2 separate regions of the Rattus norvegicus genome follow, and region 1 is linked to region 2. Evidence: chromatin contacts called from public Hi-C data. All regions are on one chromosome and are shown on one strand. The core of a region is the stretch at or near the end of the contact, and the rest is flanking DNA. Distances in the headings are between cores, read along the strand shown.

Region 1 (3,651 bases), core at 639-3,138, 520 kb before region 2:
TTTTCTGCTGGACGACTTGTTTCCCTGGTGTCTAACTTGTCCAGTTCTGTATATATATAAAGATGTGTAGCAGGTGAAGACTTCCTGTCCGTTCTCTAGGCACTGGCACTTGTTTTCTTTGCGGAACAGGAGCATCTTAATTTCCTGTAGTTCCAGTTGTCAGTTGTTGGCCCGATTTGCTGTGCAGTGCAGCACTGTTCAGAGAGTTTCCTCCATGCCTGTGTCTTGGAAGTGTTTTCCCCCAGCACTTTCAAAGTTTCAGGCCTGGCTCTAAGATTCACTTTGAGTTGATTTTTCGCAGGGTTAGAGATAGGGGTCTTAATCTTTCCTTTCCTTGTGGAAACCATTTTCTCAGCACCAGTGTTTAGAGGGTCTCTTTCCGTCGTAGGGTGACCTCTCTTTGATCCCCTTGATTGACAGACCCATTTTTGAGCAAGTACCACACTGTTTTTGTTACCATGACGTTGTAATAGGATTTGAGATGGGCTATTTCTGATACTGCCAGCATTTTCCTCTTTCTGACAAGGATTGCTTGAGATATCAGGGTCTTTTGTCCTTGTAGCTAAACTGCTGACCTACCAAAAGAGTAAGAACAAAACTCTGAAAACGAAATCTCTTTCTCTCTTCTCTCTCTCGCTTGCTCGCTTGCTCATTTTGTTTGCTTGGTTACTTGCTTCCTTACCAAAAAACCAAAACAACAAAGAAAGCAAAACTAAACCTTTCTCAGTTCGGGAGCCCGTCCCCTTTTCTTTATATTGGATATTCCCTATTTTCTGGGTCCCTTTAGCTTAGAATTTCTTCAGAATAAAATAACTTGGAGCTCATTTTAAGCAATCATCTTCGTATGTCCATCCAGCTACTTGTTAACAATTAGTCCAGGGTGTGTGTTCATGCCCGGGCCGGGCAGCTGATTCAAAAAGCTCTGCCGAACCCCGGCTCTCCTGAGAAGGGGCCGCCGCACAGCAAAACTCTACACAAGTTAGTGGAACCTGACTAACTTGCAGTAGGGGACGAAGAGGTTGGAGTCTGAGATGCAAGGTGAACTGCAGTTTTCTCCTTACGTGTGCTCTTCGGATCCAGATATTAGAATGTAAAGGCAGTTACAAGATCACTGTAATTCTAAGTCGTGGAGAAATCCTGTCTTTTTAAGAGGCCTCATCATTCAACCCTTGAATATCCCATCAGCAATAGCAAAAGAGCAGGCGAAAAAACCGTTGAGGTTCTTTCAAAAGGTGCTTTTTTGTTCCAAGGCATCTCTTTTTTTCCTATGTGGAGGCTAATTTTAAGAGTCTGCTACACAACGGTTTGAACGAGAACTGGCCTCCAGGTGGCGCTTCAGCACAGAGAAAGGAGGCAGAGGGCGCTACCCAGGCCACCATTGCTCAGGGATGCCCTTACATAAGGGGATTCACGGGAAATCCGGCTTCTTTGGTTGCACAATGGAGGAGAGGCCTGGCCTTTGTCATGGCTCAGACTCTAACTCAAAATCTTTCCGGGGCGGTGCAGGGCTCGAAAGTTCTAGGCCTCTGCCAGGATGAAGTCCAGGGCAGCTTGGCCTGAGGGAGAGGCCAGAGCTCCAGGCTTTGTCCTCGGAGGCTGGACTCCATGCTCTGGGCTCCCAGCCCAGGATGAGATCGCATCTTGGCCCTCAGAGGTCTCAAGACAATACGTTCTGATCCAAGGCTGTAGAGCCCTCTTCTTTGCTTCTCCCTCTCCTTCATCCCCTCCTCCTCTCTCCACACCCCATTCTCACCTTATGCTTTTTACAAATCAATTTCCCAGTGTGATCTCATTTGCAGCTCCTACTCCCAGGGTGGAGGGGCAGGTTGGGGCCATCCCTGTACTCTAAGCCTTGAGAAGGTCCCTTCCGGTGCCTGTCACCACTAGCAAATACTGAGCAGCTTGGGCAAACATTGAATTCAACTTGGTGGTTTGAGAGCTTGGCACTGAGGAGTGCTCGAAACTATTTCCAGCATGAAGAAATATTTACAGATGAGAAGCTGGTTGGAGGAACAGTGGGTTCGCAGACTGTTATTCTAGAGGTCAGGGCCTCAGATACTAGAACCACCCACAAGGCTGCACGAGGCACTAGTTACAGCAGTTGCAGTTAACTTCTGCAGGCAGACGAACAGCGTGCAGAAACCTGTTTTGGTGCCTGGCAGACACCATAAACCATCTCCAGGTTAGGCCCTGAAGTACCTGTCTATAAGGGGACATGTGACAATATGGACAAAACCGAATGAGTGGTGGTTGAGGTCTCGTTTTAAGCACGGGGTAGAGAGGGTCAATGACTCTACTTATCAAAAGCCTTCTGTCACACTGAGAATGCCCTGGAGTGGGAGTGTCCTTGTAGCTATTACCTATCCTGGTCTCATTGGATCACAGGCCCGCTCTTTCTTTGGGTTTTGTTTGAATGTGCACGTTTCAGGCTTTTTGGGACTTAGGCAGACTAACTGGGTTCCAGCCCCAGCTCTGTCTTTCACTTGCTGGCTGGTGTTGCAGGGGTCATTTTGCCTCTTTATGCCTGCTTCTCATCTGTTTGAGTGGTGATATGATAATAAGTATATTAACTAAAATTTCAGGAGCTAACACACAGAAAAATGTATGTGTGCATGTGTGTGTTCATGTTTGCGTGCACTCACACATGCTTTACCACTGAGTCCCCTGCCCCATGCCTCAGCTGTCTTTCCGTAGTTATCTGGTACTTGAGAACTGGTTCGACTCACCCAGGGGTGGGGTGGGGGCCTCATCAAAATTGTGTAAGATTTCCTCAGATCAGCTGCCAGACTCCCGCCTTTCTCCCATTCAGTTACAACGTTCTCGTGGTCTAAGTGGGAAAGGAAGCCACTAGAAACAGACTGGTTTTGTGTTGTTTTTCTGACAGAGGCACTGACATCTTCATCTTCAGCCTCTCCAGGGGTCCAGCTGGAGTTCAAAGGCTCTCTTCTCAGTACTCAGGCTCACTTGTTCAGTGCAAACTCACTGCAGACAGGAAGGAAGGGACCTTTCAGATGATCCCACTAATTAGTGCAGAATAGTTTATCTGGACAAGATCCTGTGGGATGCAAAGCTATCCCCTAAGTCTTCTGACCAAGCATGGAAATCACCAAGGAAATGTGATCAGCTTGAAAGAAAGGGGGTGGGTAGAGAGAAGAAACCATGGCTGCTTGCTATCAGCCAGAAGCATCGTTTCCGATGGCTTAGGGTTCCGTTGCTCAGGCCAGGTGGAAAACCTTGCCACTGCTCTGGGTCTCCAGTTGCCTGCCCAGGAGTCATGTTCTGTGGGGGAGTTCATTGTCTGCTTCATAGCCTCCTAGGTACTGTTCTTTATGGCTCAAGACCAGCCGGCTCGCTGGGCCTTCGTGTAGAGTGTAGGCCTGAATAGGAGAAAAGCACGGCTGGGGAGAGCAGTCTTCAGAATGCGCACCTCCCCCCACCCCCACCCCGTCCTGGCTTTTATAGCTCAAGTTGGTGGGGAACTTACTGTATAGCTGAAGATGACCTTGAACTGATCTTCCCGCCTTCACCTCCCAGTACAGAGATCCCAGCTGTGTACTCACCACTCTTGTTTTATGTGGTGCTGAGGACTGAACCCAGGATGTTGTGCGTGCTAGGCAAGCACTCTTACCAACTAAGCCACATTTTCAGACC
Region 2 (3,701 bases), core at 867-3,366:
CACACACACACTCACACACAAACTGGTTAGCACTATGACTAAATATATGGGAAGAATCCAAGACACTCAAAATTTTAGATTCAAAGATAAGTTTTTCACTAACATGTTAATAATTGGAATGACCCAGGATTCAAACACATACTAATGTGTTTGTGTATTACTGAGATTAGGAATACTTCAAGTTATAAATATATACAAAGTATAAATACGGCATAACCAGAAGCATACTTCATTTCTTCGATAAAGAATAAAAATACATGCTACAAGTATCTGGCAATAGAGGACACCGATTTTGGCCATTCTAATTCCTCTCAAAAGCACATTTAATTAGTACTACCTTTTCTATGTAAAATACCTTTAAAGACTGCTGGAATTGCAGAGATTCTCAAACAGTGCTCTGGTATAATGAAATGGAACTAGAATCTGCATCTACATCCTACTGCACGCTTCCTTTCCTTCAGAGATATGGTTGGTCTACGTCCTAGGATTCAAAGGGTGATAAAACCTTCCTCGAACTAATCCTACACCATACTGACGATTAAAAGGGCTAGTATTAAAAAAAAAAAATTTTTTTTTACCACGTCTAGCTGAAAAAGAAACACCGTAAATGATTTTCTTAACCTCGCCGAAGCTAAGGCAACCAGTGAGTTGTGTAACCTCTTTGAGAATTCAAATTCAGAGTCAAACCTGCAAATACGTTGGTGCCGGGAATGAGAAAAACTAAAGATTTCCAAGAAAGAGAATAAGAAGGGACTTTCAGTGACAAGCACTTTACTTCAGAAAGGCAGGTTTTAGTACCCCACCTACTAATCCGATGCCAAGCACCGCGCGGCGCGGAAACCCTGCCGAATTTGAAAATAAATGTTGCAAAGGCTCCGGGGGACTGCAAACAGGGATGGAAACTGACAGCTCGGCCTCAGAGAGAAGCCTCAAGTAGGTCAAACTGTGGCAACCGCCTGCAATCCGGAGTCCACTTCAGTGGGCTCAGGGGAGTAGAGCGGCGCCTTTCAGTCCTAAAGGAGCGGGATATGGGCGCTGAGACCTACAGCCCGAGCCCCAGCGGTTCGCATGCTCTCACCTCTCTTGGGGGCCTTCATCAGAGGCACCCCTCCGCTCCTCTCGCCGTTTTCCTGCTTGTCCTTGTGCTTGAGATCGCCCGGAACGCAGGCGACGGGGTCACCATCGGAGCCGCGGTGGTGATGGTGCTTGTGCCTCTCCTTGTGGCCCTTATGCTTGGGCCCGGCCGCGCTCACCGTCAGGGGCGAGAAGGTGAAGAGGGCCGAGGTGCCTGGGGCCGGGAGCGGGGCAGCGACAGCGGGCCCGGCCGGTGCCAGCGACGGAGGCGGCGGCGGCGGCAGGAGCAGAGGTTCAACAGGGCCCGGGACGGTTGGGGCGGCATTCGTTGGAGGCAGCGGCCCGGGATGTTGGCGGCTACGACGCCGCCGATGAGGGGGAGCGAGAGGGGGGTCCTGGCTCGGCCGCCCCCGCTTCTCCTGAGAACCCCCGCTGCTCACCCGGCGCTGCCGCTTCACTCCCCGCGGCGAAACCCCAACATGGGGTTTCTCCTTCCCCTCTTTGTCCGGCTCCTCCTGCGCCGCCACCGCCCGTACTACGCGAACCGCTCCGACCTGCGCAGCCATTTCACCCACAAACACACATTTAAATGGCCCGACCGCCCCCCCGTCCGCGGTTCGCGCAAGCGCCGCCCGCGCATGGCCCGCTGGGCATTGGAGTCTCTCCCCCGCCCTCCACTGATCGGTCGTTCTCGTAGACCTGAACATGCCGGAAACGGCAGTTCCGGCACCTCTCCGCAGACCTCGCCAACCGAGCTTCTATTGTAAGGCACCCTGGGCGCGCAAAGCCTTGCGGGAGTTGTAGTTCCAGCGCCCTCTGGGTTTCCCCGCCCCCCCTCCCCCGCTCCCCCACCCCGCTCTCTGAGTGGAGGAGCGGAGGGGAGCGTGCGCCAAGGCACGCTTCGGGGTGCGACGCAACTGCCGCCCGCCGGCGAGTTGCCGCCAACCGCCCTAACGGCCCAAACAATGTTAATAGCTTTCAGAGTCTGGTGGTGTGTTCAGACGCTCCACTTCCAGTGTTCCTCCTTCATCTTACCCGGAGGTGGTTTCCATAGTGACTTTTCAATTTCGTATTTCTCCCATAGCCTTTGTGAGGTAAAAGAATCTTCAGCCTTTACTCTTGACAAACGAGGAGAAAAAGGATTTCGGAATATGTAAAACGACGATTCCGCTGTACAGTATTGTAAAGCTGCTATTCAGGGGGAGGGGGGAGGCATTTTTCTATAGCTTTGCGGAGGTAACAACTACAGGCTCAAGGCAGGTGCAAATATTGCCTTAGGAGTTCCCTGAGCAGCTCCGCCTTTCCAGAGTCACTTTCCAATGCTTGGAACCGTAGAATTCAGCATTTTTGTTGAACATATAGCTATTGTTAACAAAAATTTTAACTTTTTCAAGCCATAAATATAAATATGCAAATGTGAAAAGCGCTGCCAACCCGACACTGTTCGCCAGGAGATGGTGTCTATTCAGAAATCCATTTTGAGTTTCATTACTTAAGCTTTTTACCTAGAATTGCATTTAAGTCCTTGAGAAAAATATTTGGAAATAACTGGCTACAATGATGTACTAGGCATATAAAAGCCGCTATGGTTTAACACCACTAGTTCCCAGAGAAGTAACTTAGGCTGAGTGAACTTCTGCAATAAAAGTTATCGTTTAAAATAGAGAAGTTTTTAAACACCTACTGGGGATACGTTGTACTACAATAAACAAGTAGCAATACTGGTCAATATGCCCTAGCATTGGGTCTCCTAATAAAAAGTATTAAAGCACAAATAACACTGTTGCTAGGTTATATTTTTATAAGTAAAAATATTAAACTGATAGGGAAAGTAAAGTGAACCCTTTAAAATAATAAAGATCCATTAACTTATTTACTGTGCAAAACTAGATTTAAAATATAATTTAGGAGAATCCATATTCATACAAAAATACATTTTCAAATCATCAGTACCTTTAATGGTTGTGAATATAAATTGCACATGTTTATATATAGGGCCTTTTCTATGAAGAAAACTATCAAAAAAGAATTAAAATAATTTTAAGGTGCCAACAAAAAGTAACTGCTGTTGATTCTTATCTAGAATTGGTAAGTTGAATAACTGGTTAAGCATCTACACAGTTGAACATCCCGTTATAACAATACAAAAGTGATCACTGCCATTCTTTGTAAATCGTCTTAAAATCATCTTTCCTCCTTTTACACAACATTTGGGAAGATAGAGGAAATGCACTCCATTTACACAAAAATAACATCCAGGAGCAGTCATTTCCACAAGCAGTACTGCAAGCTGCAAGCACAGAGTAGGGTTGTTTTGTTTTTTAAATAAAACCTTCAGTCAGTCATGGTGGAGCACACCTGACTACCTGCGATCTGCAACTTGAAGTAGGAGGATCATTAGTTTGAGGTCAGCCTGGGGCTGCATAGCAAGACCTATTTTTTTAAGTTATTTTTAATATTAAGGCAATGCATAAATTTAGTTGAAGGGATGCGGGGATGACTCAGATGGTTAATTAAGTGCATTTCACTACTTTTGCAGAGGACCCTGGTTCAGTTCACATAGCAACTCACAACCTGTAATTCCAATTCAAGGGATTTGACTCCCTCTTCTGGCCTCGATGAGCTCT

Evidence for each region. A called contact is a pair of places that touch in the nucleus more often than the background predicts.
Region 1: a contact with region 2 is called in a Hi-C map of liver, with 3 times the contacts expected there. The contact joins the enhancer-like site here to the promoter of Rsbn1 in region 2. A contact is called at or near these places in 5 of 12 Hi-C or Micro-C datasets (the Rat2 cell line, Schwann cells, frontal cortex and 2 more).

Annotation. Positions count from the first base shown.
Region 1 is chr2:194,622,603-194,626,253 of GRCr8, reverse strand. No RefSeq gene overlaps it. Among named protein-coding and RNA genes, the nearest start is that of Rplp0l1, 15 kb to the right of the region's middle. Within about 2 kb of position 1,888, at least 47 of the 93 cell types and tissues checked have an H3K27ac peak or open chromatin away from gene starts, as enhancers often do. A contact at or near this core is called in Schwann cells and liver, where this site is marked.
Region 2 is chr2:194,103,476-194,107,176 of GRCr8, reverse strand. Rsbn1 (round spermatid basic protein 1) reads right to left here and starts at 2,116. Exons shown (of 7, transcript NM_001191710.1): 1 at 1,079-2,116. The coding sequence starts at 1,781.